Regions from separate parts of the Mus musculus genome. Here region 2 is linked to region 1. Evidence: chromatin contacts called from public Hi-C data. All regions are on one chromosome and are shown on one strand. The core of a region is the stretch at or near the end of the contact, and the rest is flanking DNA. Distances in the headings are between cores, read along the strand shown. Region 1 overlaps Gtdc1 (glycosyltransferase-like domain containing 1). Region 2 overlaps Gtdc1 (glycosyltransferase-like domain containing 1).

Region 1 (3,631 bases), core at 1,000-3,499:
TGCCTATCCCACTGGGATTGACCGATGCATGTTGTATGAGAACACAAGTACGACTGAACTGTGGAAGGAGCACACACTGGGGCAAACCTTGAGGGCCTAGACTCTTTGGAGGCTTCACAGGCACGATGCAACAGTATCCACTACGGGAGCCACACTGAAGCCTGGAACTGTGCAGTCAGCATTTTAAACTATCATGAGCTACCTTCTGAACCATCGCCAAGTTAATAGACAATGAAAGATAATGAGCTTGAAATTGGGTGTTAAATTGCATTTTTGGTTCTCTCCCTTTTTGCTGAAGTTTAACTGTTTCCTGGAGAAATAAAGTCATGTTTTCATGCATCACTCTGTAAACATGTATTTTAGGCCTTGAAACAAGAGAGGGGAAAGGCAGGAGTGTATTTCATGCTGAAGGTTATATATTAACAAAGGAAATTAGAAGTTTCTGAATTATAAAAGAACTAGATTGTAAACTACATTAGCCTTAGAAAAAATGAAGACACTACGGTCAAAGTCCATCAAAAGGTGAATTATTCATGGCCTGGAGCTACCTCTGAAACCCAGAAAGCAGACCCCACTTCAGCTCCTTACAGTGTTGTGGGGGCTCTTTGTGCTGTTTCACAGTGTAAGAGGCTGGACTCAGGTAAGGCGAGAGGGACTGCTGAAGGTACTATTGATATGAACCATTTGCCTTGACATTTTCAGCTAAGACCCATGGACCTGACTCTAAATAAATGGAATTTTTAAGTCTCATTTTAACCAGAATGAGGGGAATACAACTTTTGAAAGGTGCCTTTAAAGCAGTTCAAAAACCAACAACAAACTTCACTAATGTCATTCAGCTAAATTTTTGAGGCCTTAAGATTTCATTATGATGGGAAGAAAGGCTTATTCTTATTAGTATAATTGTGGAGTCTTCCCTTCACTTCCTTTTAAACTAATGAGTTACATTAATCCAGGTTCATTTTTATAAGCCTCTTGAGGCTAAATGTACAGGACAGTCATCTTAGAAAACAATAAATTAAAAAGCAAGCATGTAGTGTGCATGGAGTGCACGTATTTCCTAAGACCTAGGTTAATACAACTGGCATGCAGTTTAATTAATCCTTGTTAGTGTAACAACCAACACCCCTCCCTAGCATGTTTCCTTTAAACATTAGTATGTTAATTAGATGTTTTTTTTTTAAATTTTCTTTGTACTTAAATGTGGCATTTCTAGCACGTAAATTTCTTCTCAATAGCTACCTTATAAAGATGTTTTCTTATAATATCTGGCCTCTTGCAGAAACTCTTGAGCCGTTTTGAAAGCTGTTCAGGTGTGGAATACAGATACTCAGCTGCAGGAAAAACAGATACATTTTTAATGAAACAAAAACCTCAAAGCACACACTCGATATTAGTCACTTTACTAATTAAAAATGCATATTGCTCTGTGCCGCCTCATGTTTTACATTATTTAAGCATGATTTTATAAGGTTACCTCAGCTCACAAGGATGTTTAATGCTAAATAAGACTGTGTAGTTGTGCTGTTTAGACATCTCCTCTGGGTGATTAAAATACATTATTCTAATGCAGCACAATGCATATGTGATATATTTAGTGATGAGAATTTTTCAAAGAACCAGTACTGTAGCTGTACGTACTCTGTACAACAGTTGCATATTATTAACTAGTCAATTGTTTAAAGAATTTGGTATGACTTTCAATCCTCGAATTTTCTCTGTGTATATCATTAAAAAAAAAATCTGTTAGCAATTGCAGCAGTACTGACCTGCTTATAAAAATCCGTCATTATGAGATGTGTATGCTAACAATAAAGAATGCTATTTGAAAACTTGCTTTTTTTGTTATCTTAAAAGAACAGATGGTAAATATAAGCTTACTCTAATGTATTAAAACACATAAAATTTTCCTTAACACTAACATGTTGACTTGCCAAATAAACAATTGCTCCTACTTAAGTTTATTTTCAAACTTTTAGTTTAGCATGAATCCTGTATTAAATCACAACAAAGAAAAAGCACATGAAAGCAGCTACCTGGAAAGATCTCAGGATAGACCAAGGCTTTGGGACAGAGTGGGTAGCAGCCACAGTACACAGCTTCCAACCTGCAGAAATGTCAGAGAGAGGACAGGAGGACAGCAGGCGTGAGCATTACAGTCAGAAGGATCTGTCTGTCTAAGACAGCAGTGAGAGAGAGCCCAGAGCTCCCCGGGACAAAAATCATGCTCGGCTGGCTCCTAACCGCCAGAGCTGCTCTTTGCGGGAGCCTATTGACCATACCCGACTTTGCTGGGACAGAACCCGCAGCATATGCTCTGTTCACTGAATTCATCAAAGCGCAGCGCTGCATTTTTGTTGTTTCTAAAATACTGTTTAACACATTTTATAATCAGCAGATAAACACATTCAACAACATGGAAAAGTATGGACAGCTTTTCTTAATAATGCTGCAAAGACTCAGAATGTTCATTTTTCAAAAAATGTTTAAATAAAATAGCAAATACTTTAGCAGGGAAGCCGTAGAAATGATCGAGGCACTTTTAAAGCAGCAGAAAAAATTTACAATCTGTTGTGATGGGCATTTTCAGTTCAAGCTCGTGCTTGGAAACAATTTGTTATTATGCAGATGTAAAACTCTCCAATTGTGGAAAAACTCTTGTTCAGATCATTTTAATGAACATTTTGCTCTTCTGACTGAAAATCAGCTTACTTTCTATTTTATCAGAATAGTTTTACTACTAAACAAACACAAAGTTCTGCATTGAGAGTCTTCCTAGGGACTATCTCTGCGAGTTTTCTTCCTGTCCCAGGGGTAGGGGGCTAAGGAGAGGGAAGGCATTGCCCCTTGCAGTCCTGCTAGGTTTGCATAATGGCTATTGATTTGACGTATCACAAACCTTGAAGATACCACTGTCATTTCTGTTGGCTAGAAATTATGCAGTGAAATTCAAAACACTCTTTAAAATATGTTTATTTTATGAGAAACTTTGAATTGCATCCAAAATGTTGACCAAAGGCGGAATTTATTTTGAACTGCAGATTTTTTTTCAGTCCAAGAATGATCTGAAGTCATGTCAATGTTTACCTTGTTTATTTACAGTGACAGAGTACATGCAATTTAAACTGTTTTTAAGTGGGTGATGGTGTCCCTATTTTTATGATGTTAAACTGAAATTAGTTTAAAGAAAAAGTATTTACTTTGAGCTACAATTTTTGGAAAAATACTAAGTTGTTACCAAACACAATAGAAATGCAAAGGTTTTAGTTACCAATTATCAACTGCAGAAGACAAGCTATCTCACCCTTTCCTAAATGTATAAGTATGATAAGCACAGCTCTATGTTACCCTGTGCTGTAGTACAAATCATAAAACAAAAAACTTTTGAGAATGTCAACCTTGATGCACTTCACAAACCATAAAAAAAAAAAAGCAAGCCCAGTGCCTGAAGTCACTCAGTTCTAAAACGCTGTGCCAACGGAAACGCGAATACACATAAACAGTCTCTTATAATCACATAAAGTTAAGGGTAAAGTCACAGGCATGTCGGAAAGTGCAGATTATCTGCTTTTCAATAATGGATTTGAATTATTCTATACCCAAAAAGAAAATCACAGGCTGATTTTCATTT
Region 2 (3,473 bases), core at 584-3,083, 130 kb after region 1:
TGAGACAGATACAGCACTAAGCACTGATGGATGGCTTTGGTAGTCTAGCTCTACTGCATAACACATCCTGGACAGAATCACAGGAAATGGTTGCAACAATTATCCTATCATTGACAAGTGGGCAAGTGCTGCTTATTTGAGATCACAGTTCCAAACTGAAGGCAGATTAAAAAGGCCCACTCAGAAATCAATTTCTACAAGGAAAAGAGACAAATAATCACCATAGTCCTCATTATACTAAGGATAGAAGCAGTCATAAGCAGATGACACAGGGCAGGTAGAAAATTATCAGTACTGGCTACAAACATACATTCTGCAGTGTTGAGGATGTTAAGAAACTCTATTTAAAGACAGCCAGTTTGCTGATTTAACCAGCAGGACACTAAAGATGAATGCAACCTTTTCACATATTTGCAGGAGGATAATTATCTTTTTACCACATATTCTTAGAAAATGTTAAGAGAAAAACAAGATTTATGAAATTAAAAGCAAATTACAGTTCTTTAATGCTACGAGTGAGTAACTGTTACAACCATTGCTTTACCCTGCACTGTCAAGATACAAACTTCATCCCCCCAGGAGCAAAGCTACAAAATGTCCACGATGCATGCACAGAAGGCTGAATTTTATAAAGTTTTCACACCGTGGGACATTTATGTTAACTAATTAAAATTCATGCTAATGAGAACTAGTACCATGTAACACAAGATGAAAAGACAGTAAGTTCATATGATACCACATGACTCTCTAGGTATTGTTGTCTTGAAATAGTGAGCTTAAAATAGTTTGAGTATATATCCTACCCTAATAAAGCCACACTCAATTCCAAAATGTCAATTCCAAGAGTTAATCAGACACCAAATAAAGTCACAAATAAGACACACATATTTAAGATACAGTAAAAATGTAAAGAACGTAAATGTCCCTGGAGCCATTAGTCCCTGTCTTCCATCCTGCATGCTAACCTGCGGGTGTCCTCTCGGCACTCACAGGACTTGGTACCTACCTCTCTGTGGCGAGCAATGAATAGATTCTCCTTAAAGTATCACTCATATCTGCTCATTCACATTCCACTAGTCTGCTAATATCCCTACTGAGTGCTAGATCACAGCATTTTTCATGAATTGTATTAAAAGCCTGAATTAATCTATATGTATATGCAGACATATATGCAAACACATATTTGTCTGTATCGACATAGTTCAGATACAAAGCCAGAAATGATGATTGTCATCCTAACAGGAGATAGTGCCCTGGCTTACATTTTACGTTTTTTATAACAATGAAAATTTAAAAAAAAAAACCTACATAACTTTTCCAACCACAGAAAAGAATTTTATAATTTTCTTTGTAAATTCTTATTCTGGATGAACAAAATTTCCTTTCATCTTTTGCAATATACTTTATTGGGTAATGTATCCAAACTGTAAAAATTTCAATAGTGGTAAAAATGAGACTCTAGAAAATGTAAAAGTCAAAAACAATGTGTTAAAATGTCACTGACAAGATAATTTCTGTATTCATTATACAGAACGTTCCAGAATTTGGCAGTTGTCAATTTGAAAGTGCTGGCTCCCTCCGGCCTGGAAGGAGAATGCTGCACTCTGAGCAGACGATTGTACTCACTAGCTGCTCAGTTCACAGTCTCCACACACAACACAATCCACCAAGAGTCAGCTTTCATAATTCAACAGTACAAAGTCTGCAAACACATGTAACCTAGATCCATATTTCCCAGTGACAGCATACGATAGCAGAATGTGAAGTATTAATGCTGGTGTCACTGCAGTCCTCCACTCTGCTGCACTTTAAGAGAAAGCAGCTGCTGAGATGAAATGTGTGCCAACTGTCTGAAGACAGAAACATAAGAAACATTCCTTCTGTTACAAAGGATAGACACACAAACAGTCTTGCTTCTTTAGATGCGGCAAGCAGTTTCTTGCTTTTGCTTTATAAATTTCTCAGAATACACTCACCAGTTCTGCATATGCAGAAAAATATGCATTTAAGCATCCCTAATTCCCTTCTCAGAAGGGTAGCCCTGCAAAAAGCCTCTGGTTATGCTCCTACAAGTCAGAGGGAGGAAAAGCTGCCTCTTACAAAACACAATCTCTATCTATTGAGTTCACATATCCAGGGAAATATAACTGCTATCTATGGAATAGATAACATTGTTTAACTGAACATTTTCATATTAAAAACATATGCTCCATAGGTTTTTCAATGAATACCACCTTTAGTATCTTTATATACTTATTATCTTGAAATAATCACCTGATCTTTCTTTTTAAATTTAACATTCCTATAGAGAGCAGGCTGTCTCTTTCCCTTACCAGGAGCCTCTTATGTTTGTTTCCTTGAATAATCCACTTGCAAGGGGTGAACTTCATACATTTTAAAGTGGCATTTTGTTTTTTTCCTCTTGATATAAAGATTGACAATTTGTTGAACAATCATGACATGCTGATTGGTGTAGGATACATTCTTAACGAAATGGTGCAAAATGAACCAAGCATAATACTGCTACCCTTTAAACACAGCTCTACCATAATACTAAGCATGTGACATAATCTGAATGGTTTGGTTATAATTCACTTAAAAACTAGTACAACCTCATTGACCCCCTTATCAAACAATTTATTGTGCATTTGCAGACCGGACAATGAAACAGAGGAGGGAAAGTATTAACAGTGACACTGTTTGGCAACCTCATAGTGGAGTTCATTCAAAAGGCAATTTTAAAATTGAATGAAGAGGTTTGACTAGGCAATAAAAACAGCCACAATGCCAGTGAACAGTACTTAGGAGGGAAGCCTCTAATTATCCTATTTATAAATCAACAGTAATTTTACTGATGACTTCTTCTTGAAGTTGATTAAAATAACTTCAAAAATTTTAAACCAGATCATATGCATTTTCTTAAACTATAATTTAAAATGTTATTGATTGCTTGAAAATGATAAAAAACTTGAAAGCAAGAATGAGACAGCATTTCTAGGTAGAAACATTCCTACAATCCTCCACAACATAATTATAGCACTGCCCTTGGGGAAGGGGATTTTATTTTATAATGAGAATGTTTACACTGTTATGGGGTTCAATCTATCTGGGAGGGAAGGTTAAACTTCTTTCCATTAAAGACAGCCTTATAATGAAAAGCTCTGAAAGGAGAATGGAGTCTAATATAGTGGATGTAATGGCCTATTAAATGATTCACACACAAAAAATGAATCAAATTCATTGTATCTCACTGCTGTTTTATGGCAAAATTGTTGAAAAATAAAACTATTGTCAAGATAATTGCATATTACATAGGCTGCATTACTGTAAGCAGTACTCTTGTTGGATGACCTAAAGTTTAATTTTTAGGTACATTAACAGGACATTACATTTTAAATACTTTACATTATTGGAATGTTTTTAAAGAATACTACTTCTACTCTGTTGGTAAAATCAATTTAGACTGAAAGTCA

The links. A called contact is a pair of places that touch in the nucleus more often than the background predicts.
Region 2: a contact with region 1 is called in a Hi-C map of forebrain, with 2.3 times the contacts expected there. The contact joins two enhancer-like sites. A contact is called at or near these places in 1 of 39 promoter capture datasets (hippocampal neurons), 3 of 484 Hi-C or Micro-C datasets (cerebral cortex, forebrain and uterus) and 1 of 9 other capture datasets (adipose tissue).

What each region holds. Positions count from the first base shown.
Region 1 is chr2:44,569,177-44,572,807 of GRCm38.p6, forward strand. It overlaps Gtdc1 (glycosyltransferase-like domain containing 1), which reads right to left. Exons shown (of 11, transcript NM_001362987.1): 9 at 2,037-2,107; 10 at 1,243-1,334. Among named protein-coding and RNA genes, the nearest start is that of Gm39806, 70 kb to the left of the region's middle. Within about 2 kb of position 2,250, at least 24 of the 459 cell types and tissues checked have an H3K27ac peak or open chromatin away from gene starts, as enhancers often do. A contact at or near this core is called in forebrain, where this site is marked.
Region 2 is chr2:44,704,343-44,707,815 of GRCm38.p6, forward strand. All of the region lies in intron 5 of Gtdc1 (glycosyltransferase-like domain containing 1), which reads right to left. Among named protein-coding and RNA genes, the nearest start is that of Gm39807, 37 kb to the left of the region's middle. Within about 2 kb of position 1,834, at least 31 of the 459 cell types and tissues checked have an H3K27ac peak or open chromatin away from gene starts, as enhancers often do. A contact at or near this core is called in forebrain, where this site is marked.